Linked DNA regions of Hordeum vulgare: region 2 is linked to region 1. Evidence: chromatin contacts called from public Hi-C data. All regions are on one chromosome and are shown on one strand. The core of a region is the stretch at or near the end of the contact, and the rest is flanking DNA. Distances in the headings are between cores, read along the strand shown.

Region 1 (4,085 bases), core at 1,369-3,868:
GTTTCCCTTACATTTTGTTTCCTCGAGAACATAAACAAGGTGGCGACGACAATATCACATTGGAATAAGGTACCTCAAGCCTCTCTCAACCTCAACAACATCCAATCCGACATTGATAAAGGACCTGTGAAGGTAGGTGTCGCCAGATTTACTGGCTCTCTCAAGATCTTCGCAGTTCATATGTCAATCAAGGGAAGCAACTGGTTGGATCTTGGTGCAATGACTTTGACCTCCTCTCTCTCGAGTTATTTACCGAAAAAGGGTTTCCCCCCGCTTTGTATTACAAGCAACCAACTCCGAAACATCCAACGATAGGTGCTGGGGCGGAAACACCACAGGCTCACCCAAAAGAAACAACAGAGAAAGCGTAACAGAAACAAATGCCGACAACGGCGGATCAACGAAAATGGAGAAGCCTCGCGACCGCTACACCCACCGATGAACACCCACCAAGCTCCTAGACTTCGAGACGCCGATACCAATTTACACCTTCAAGAAGGGACGCGACGATGACGACGCTGCTAATAAGGGTTTCCCCCGGTATGCGGCGAGGGGAAAGGAAGGGTAGCCCCGACGCCCTCCAGGGAGGTCTGGCGGAACCCGCAGACGCCACTGCAACGGTGTCGACCAGGCCGACAGGGATTTCTCCTGGTCCCAGCCTCCACCTCAGGCGCATCGAAACACGCCACCAAACCGACCATGACCCCGCGCCAACACGAACTTGAAGCTTCGCATGCCGTCTCACCACAGCAAAGCGTGGACGGGCCTACATGACAAAGAAGAGGAGCCGGGACTAAGGGCAACACCACCGCCGGCACGCGGGAGGTCCCAACCTCCACCGTCAACTACAGTAACCGACAAGATGCAATAGCAGGAGCAAACCAGGCCCGTGCCCACAGGCCCGGCCGGAACTGCATATGCTCGTAAAGTCCCACCTTCGCGCTGCAGAAAGCACGCCGTCTGCGACGCGGCTCCCAGTCCATGCCACTCCTCCTCACCTCCGCATAGAAATCATCATAGCCGCGGCAACACGACCAGTCCGCCCCGCCGCCAAGTGGTAGCACCACCACCACGCTCACCGCCGGCCACCTTCACCAAGGCGTTGGACCGCCATCTGCCTAGTTGCACCACCGCCGCATGCCCGCGACGAAGGGGACCAATTGAAGTCGCTGAGAGCCCGAAGCCGAACCCCAGCCACCACCCACGCCGACCGCGGCCAGCGCCGCCTAGGCAGTTCCGTCGTCAAGACGCCACAGGAACCCGCCTACGCACGCCCCATGATGGCCGCAGTCGCGCCACCGGCGGATCTGCAGCAGAGGCCACAAGGGCAGTCACCACGACCCACAGGCCGCCACCCGGCGCCTCACCGCCGGCCGCACAGGGGGGCCGGGGCCGCGCGTGCAGGGCCAGATCCGGGCCGGATCTACGCCCACGCCGCCGCAAGGGAGCCCCCACTCGGCGCCACAACGGGCCACCGTGCAGCCGCCGTGCCGCGAGCCGACGCCCCACCACCACGGCGCAACACCTGCCACCACACCGCCGCCAGGAGCCGCCGCCGCCGCATCGTCGGGCCCAGCGTCCGCCTGACGCCTGTGCCCTAGTCTGGTTGCCCCGCGCCAACCACCACCAAGGGGAGAGGGGAGAAGGCGCCCCGCCACCAGCCACCGCGAGGGGCTTTGCCCATGCGGCTCCGGCCGGCGGCGGCGGCGGGGGAAGACAAGGAAGGGCGCGGGAGGGCGGATCTGGCTCCGCCACCCAGGTCGCCCATGAGGGAGCGACGCGGGGGCAAGGGAAATTAGATCCTTGAGTTATTATGGAACATATATTGATTTCTCCAACCCTCTCGACTCGTGGTAAATGATTGTAAGCCCCCGTTGCGTGGGTGATGCCCCAACCGATATCCTTTCATCAGTTACAAGTCCTCGTTCCTAGGGTCGAGTAGCTATTAAGCCGGATATGACGATAATGTTGATCGGTGTCCCTTTTACTTAGTGTTGGTTCAGTGTATTTTGCAAGTTTGAGCCAACGGCGTATAATTGAAGGAACAAGACAGACATTAACATTTTTTTGATGTAATTCTTTTTTTTTGCTATTTTTGTGTGTGTTTGAGTGCCTTTTCATTGTATTGTCTGCTGCATTTTTAGATAATATTCAAATCAGCTAAAAAAAAGATAATATTCAGTTATAAGATACCGTTTCGGTGTTGTTTCCAGAAAAACAGCCCTTGAGAGGTCGTGTGTTAGTTAAGTAGACTGTTCATTTATGAAGTCTCGATGATTTCACTTTTTTGTATTCCAAACATGAGCTGAGAATAACAATAGCGCCGGCGAGACAAATCGGATCCCGGTCAAAATCAGGTCGAGCGTGAGCTACAGGACACCGAACCACGGATATTTCGTGTGATCGAAACGGTGCTAATCCATATATGCGAAGCTATCAAGCGCGTCTCCAACTTCCAACATGTAGCGCATGATCCAGTGTACGCTGCCAAAAGCAATCGCCGCACTGAACGTTCGACGCTAACAGATGACAGGAGCTTCTTCTGGATGATGTGTCCCGGTCGGAGCCCACGTGAAACCCAGGGGGCGCGTCGCCGTCGATCAACCGGAGCTTGTCGCTAGAAATCGAGGTGGTAGTCGCTAGCAAGCTCCGCTCCAGCAGGTTGTGATCTCTCTCGACCGCCGGCCGTGGCACGTCGATGACGATGTGGCCGGCTACGGCTTGCTGTCTCGCTGACGCTCCCTTTCCGAGCTGAGCTACGTTCCAAAACCCCAACGAGAAGACGCTCCCTTCCACACAACAGCACCAACAGAGCCTACCAAAATAAAATGCATAGTGCAGATATTGGCCGGATTGCGTACCAGTGAAAAGGAAATCAATAAAATTCTACAAATTCTGCATCCTCTTTCCATCGCAGAAAAGAAAACAATGCACATTTTTTTTGGATGAAATATTCATGTCTTCTTTCTGTTATCACAAGTTTTGTTTGTTCTGAAGCTTCAGGATGAGTAAGTGAATTTCAATTTCTGAGACTCTTGTACTAACAAATAAATAAATCAAAACCCAAATACATCGGCGAATCAACACGTACACATAACTTGGAAGAATACAAATGCACCCGTCATTCTCACGACCAATCAGGATCTTACTCGTTACGGGCGATTGGACGGAGAACATATACACCTGCAAGCTTTTGGAGGATTTACACACCTCCAACCACACGGCGTGCCAACCGAATAAGTCGACGCGAAAGAAAGAAAAGAAAGATCCCATGGAGATATAGAGATCCCTCCCGGCGCCAACATGCGCAATGCATGTTCGCTGCTCCACATACACCATATACTCAAGGGCCCACAATCTTTTTATCTACATTTCTACTGAAAGCTACACATAGATTGATCCCTTGGGAATATTGCAAGTGGATGAAATATATCATTTTCCGAAGAAAGGAGGAAACAGAAAAGATGAATTTAAAAAACAAATAAGCCGATAACAATGCATATATGCATGAGGACATATGCATAACTAAAGGCATCTTCAAAGCGGAACCTCAAACCATCCAGACTGCACGGTCCGGACGTGTTGTGTCATCCAAAACGGACATGTATCGGTCCATTGAGCGTTCCAGACGTAATTTTTTCGGCCAATGCGAGATAAACTGGACGGGGTGGGGGGAGCGGGGCTATATGGGTGTCTGGACAACGGCCACATAGGACTCCAACATCCGCGGCCCACCGAAAACCCCTTCCGGCACCGTGCCTTCATCCTCTCATTTCCTCTCCTACAATTTCTCTCTCTTGCTTTCGTTGCCGCTCCACCACACCGACCACCACGCCACATCCCTGTCAAAACTCAACAAATTCGTCACCTCCAACGGTACTCCCGGGCTCTATGTTGTGCCTCCTCCGCCATTGTTCTACACCTCTTCTCCGACCGCCGCACATGTATCATCTCCTTCTATGATGCTCACTATGCTCGACAGCTGTTCGAACAACTGCCCGAGCTAATTTTTGTGTCCCTTATTTTTTGAAACAATGGATTCGGATATGGAGTACATATACGAGCACTATGTTGAGTCGTACGAT
Region 2 (4,504 bases), core at 213-2,712, 160 kb after region 1:
CTTTAAAAATCAAGATTTAAACGCTGCCGCGACGCGTGCGAGTGTGGTCGGGCTCAGAACGGGCAACAACGAGAACGGAGAGAACCGGCAACTACTAACGGATGCAAGTTTGAAAACTGACGGCAACGGAGTGCCGATGCAATGCGGATGATGCGCGTGATGCGATGATGATGCGACAAATAAAATAATCACATGACGAAAACGGAACAGAAAGGGAATCTTCTGGAACGTCGGTCTCGGACTGTCATAGCGGTGCTCTCAGTGCCACCGCGCTTGGTGCACCGGGACGCTCACACACTGACGAGGCCGGTGGGAAGACGGCGGCGGGGAGATGGCACGGGGTAGAGCGGGGCCTTGCCCTTGTTTGGGAAGCCGCCGGCCATGGTGCTAGGGTTTTGGTCGCCGAGGAGGTGGCTGGATGTGGACGGACGGGGTTCTGGAAGCAGATGGCGGAACCTACCGCACGCTTTGATTAAAAAAGACCGATCGCGATCGCTTACGCGTGGGTCCGAGGATGGCGACCGTCGTAAATAATATTGATCGCGGTGGTTGGGACGGACACCGAGAGGGCACGCGTGTCCGCGTCAACGCTTTTCAGTCCCAAATTTAGGTTAGAAATGGGTCGGGCGAACACATTTTGGCAATAGATCGACGCGTTGGAATATCATTTTTATCCGCACCTACCCAAACGGACGACGACATACGAAATGGGTCGCCTAATTAGAGTTGCTCTTACAGTTACCCAACAAATTATATCGCTCGGACCCAGTAGCAATATGCAATACTAGCATCGTTCCATGTCGATACCATGTCCTCCACCGTGCCCGTGCTGCCAAGTGCCAAGGCAAGGCAATAGAGAGGGCTGGGGGACCTCGATCGTACTAGCTACGTGCGCCGTCGGTGCGCGCCATCTTCTGCAGTCAGACAAGGAGAATTGACGGGATAGGGATGGCCACAGCACGCAATTATAAGTGGACTGGGAGATGCACAGATAGGCTGGCTATGGCTAGTGGAGACTGGTAGCACGTTGCCATTTGTGCGACTAGCGCTGTACCACACGTTTCCTCCCTCACCTTTCGATGGTGGTACACTGGCGTTCCGATATGTAGGGTTTCCTCCTGATACAAGGATGAAAGAAAATCCCAAACCAGTTTACATCGCCTGTGTGTAAAACCGAAGTGTAGTTGAGGTGTTGGATGACGAAAAAATCCAAGGCAAAACGATGACGTCAATACGATTGATCCCAAGTCTCTCCTGCACGTAACGGCTGACATAATCCCAGCAATGCCATGCAATCATGATCGTAATCCGGACGCACTGGACGACGGAACGGATCGTGCATGCAACGCGCTATGCGGCCGGGCGGCAACTTGTATTATCTTTCTCGCGCTAGCTGGGCCTCTGTGGTTGGTGGGTGGGTGGAAGAAGGGAAAGATATGATGCCGAGTCAGGGTGACAATGCCTGGGCACACGTGGCCCAATCCCAACTGGAGGCACGCCGCTGCTTTGCAATTGCAACTCGGTCGCGTAGTGCTGGCTGCCAAAAAAAGTCAGCAGCAAGGCAGCGAAAGGAGAGATAAGCCAAGGGAGAGGCCCTAGCTAGGACCTCTTTTTTTGCACTGCATCCCAGTCCCATCCCATGTAGTAGTATACTATCAAAGGATGGTGATTGGAGCTAAACCTCATGATGGCTGGAAGACAAACCTCGAACTCACGACAAATCAAACACCATATCTTGATGGAGAAAAGCAAAAAATCGGCTTGATGGGGATGGGGGGAGCATGGAAATATTTGAGTCAACTTGGTGGTTCGGGGTTGACTAGTAAATCTGCTCTCTGTATTTAGTGGGAAACCATGCACTTTCATTTCCCCAGGTTCATTCTCTTTCCCTGCAATATGTTGGCCTATAGTGTTCACTGAATGAAAAATGGATGATCAGGTTCATGCGTGCAGCGATCGTAAATCAATCAATCAATCAATCAATCAATCATGAGAAGTTAGCTAATACTACTTACCATGCTAATGCAGAATACAACCCCTCACGTCCCCATTAACAAGTGGCGCAAAGCATGCGTTTACATCATAAACAGAACCGCAAAAGATAAGAGGGCATTATTACCATGAGACGAACCTTGAGCCGGAACGGGGTCGGGTCGGGGAGGCACGGCGTGGTGCACTGCACGCTGCAACGAGAGACGAGATGTGGATGAGGTTGGAAGCGTCGGGTCACGGGGGCGGGAGAGGAGATGTGAGGTGAGGTGAGGTGACGGATGGATAACAGGCGATCGTGGGAATCTGATTCAGCCCTGTGGCCTAGGGCGAGGACTTTTTATCCAATCATATGATAGTGGCCACCGCGGTGTGCGTGCGTGCGGGCGGGTAGCTTTTGGTCCCTCTCACCCCCGATCGGCGATCTTGTTGCCGCATCCACCTAATTCCATTCCGTGGCGTGCCCCACCATGTTGATCTTGTACTACTACTACAACCGCAGCACACCTTCCATGGCTCCCCTTATCCCCCCATCCCTCCCTCCCTCCCTCCTATCTATCACCTCACATATTCTCTCTCGCTCGTGCACCTCGACTGACGGCGACCGCGATGGCTTTGCTTGGTTATGCAAAGCCCCTCTCAGAACACTAAACAGACCACGACGAAATGTACAGACGTAGCTCGTGCAAGTCAACTATGTGCCACCTTCCTCGAGTGGTCTGGGATTCAGCTACGTCCTTGGTAATCCCCACACTGATCCTTGCCAACGGCATCACACACTTGCACCCACCTAGCCCTCACACACATATGGTGACATCCTAATCTCTAAGGAGGCATGGCTGGAATTGTGAAACTAATTTTACTGAAATCCATTTCATTTTATCCTCGGTTGCCACCGACAATGGCCACGGCAACACAAATGGTTTGCCAAGAAACAAAAGGCGGCGCAGTTTTTTTTTTTTTTTTTTTGACAGCACAGTTGTTGGTGGTTTAGAGATGCTAAATGTAGAGAAGAAAAGGTGAAACAGAAGGCCAGTTACAATCCTGACATTGAGGCGGCTAAATCATTTTCCAATGGAAAACCTCATGCTGCATTGCAGGTTGGCTCAAGCCAGTCAAATAACAAGTTCTGCACACGTGTGCATCTGAGATATACTCCCTCCGTTTCATAATATAAGAGCATTTTTGACACTGCACTAGCGTCAAAAACGCAATTATATAATGGGACGGAGGGAGTATATTTTTTTATTTTCAGAATTTTCAACAGCAGACTAATCAGGTGCCCCTGCAACCCTTTTTTACACTTTTAGCAACGTTAGTTAAGAAGAACAATGGATCATGGTGTTGGATAACATACTCCTAGTTTTAGTCTAGACTGAGCGTGCTGTGTATTAACCCCAAAATATGGACGCCAACATTTGCTTGAGATTGCCGAGTTTGGTTACTGGGATTTACAGCAAATGATTCGGTTTCTCTTCATCTGCCACACATACCAGCAGGCTGGTTTAATACCACTAACCATAGCTCCATTGGTTCCTCCAAAGTTTGATGCATATCCATTCAACGCCATGAACCCAACATCATGCAAAAGGTGACACTGTAGATTTCATATCCAGCCTAAGCAGGACGAATAACCAAGTATTCCAAAAAACTTTAGCAACTTGGGACTAGATTTTGCCCTGATACTGGAAGTGCAATTTATAGTCATGCACTAGGTTAGCAAGAGTGGTTCGGCATGGGCCCTCTGCAAAGCCAAACAAGGAAAGGATTATCTTGGGTGTCGGATTAGTATTTATAGCAGTAACGGTTATTCATAAATAGAACAGGCAGAATTTACAGACCACCCAGGTATGTGTGAAGCTGTTGAAAATCGCTTTCCTGGCAGATATCAATTAGGGAATACACCCCAGGTCGCAAGGCCTCGTCAATTTCCCTACCATGGACAAGGGTGAGAGTGCTGAGACAAAAACATAAATAATTAAACAGAAGGTCTTCATCAAGGGAGAACATACCGTGTTATGCCTGTCTGAAATGGACCCAGTCCAGAAAACATGGAAATATAACCAGCAAGAAAGTGCATCGAGTGATGTTCCATGATGGTTTTTTGCTGACGCATCTGTATTATATCCACACAAAAGAAGAATCAGTGCATATGATTTGTTCACATAAGAACCATAAAACATGGATGTCTGAATGACATGACATCTACTCCATCCGCTCCTAAATATAAGTCTTTTTCGAGATTCCAATACGAACTATATATGGATGTATGTAGAGATATTTTAGAACGTAGATTTACTTATTTTGCTTCGTATGTAGTCCGCATTGAAATCTTTAAAAAGACTTATACTTAGGAATGGAGGGAGTATATACTGTGCCATTTATGTTCCTGATTCTGTGAAAGCAAAATACAAAGTCTGTGCTGCAGCAAACGGTTCCTAAGGCCATCTACAATGCAAGGTGCTTAGAGAAGTGCTTTGAAAAATATAAACCGATTAAGCACTGGTGCTTATTT

What was found. Hi-C and Micro-C count contacts between places; a contact is called where the count stands out from the background.
Region 2: a contact with region 1 is called in a Hi-C map of leaf, with 2.7 times the contacts expected there. The contact joins two enhancer-like sites. A contact is called at or near these places in 3 of 6 Hi-C or Micro-C datasets (leaf and seedling).

Annotation. Positions count from the first base shown.
Region 1 is chr4H:544,177,238-544,181,322 of MorexV3_pseudomolecules_assembly, forward strand. No RefSeq gene overlaps it. Among protein-coding and RNA genes, the nearest start is that of LOC123449396, 180 kb to the right of the region's middle. Within about 2 kb of position 2,619, at least 1 of the 3 cell types and tissues checked has open chromatin away from gene starts, as enhancers often do. A contact at or near this core is called in leaf, where this site is marked.
Region 2 is chr4H:544,342,944-544,347,447 of MorexV3_pseudomolecules_assembly, forward strand. It overlaps LOC123449396, which reads right to left. Exons shown (of 10, transcript XM_045126607.1): 8 at 4,002-4,105; 9 at 3,831-3,922; 10 at 3,256-3,733. The coding sequence ends at 3,657. Among protein-coding and RNA genes, the nearest start is that of LOC123449396, 18 kb to the right of the region's middle. Within about 2 kb of position 1,463, at least 3 of the 3 cell types and tissues checked have open chromatin away from gene starts, as enhancers often do. A contact at or near this core is called in leaf, where this site is marked.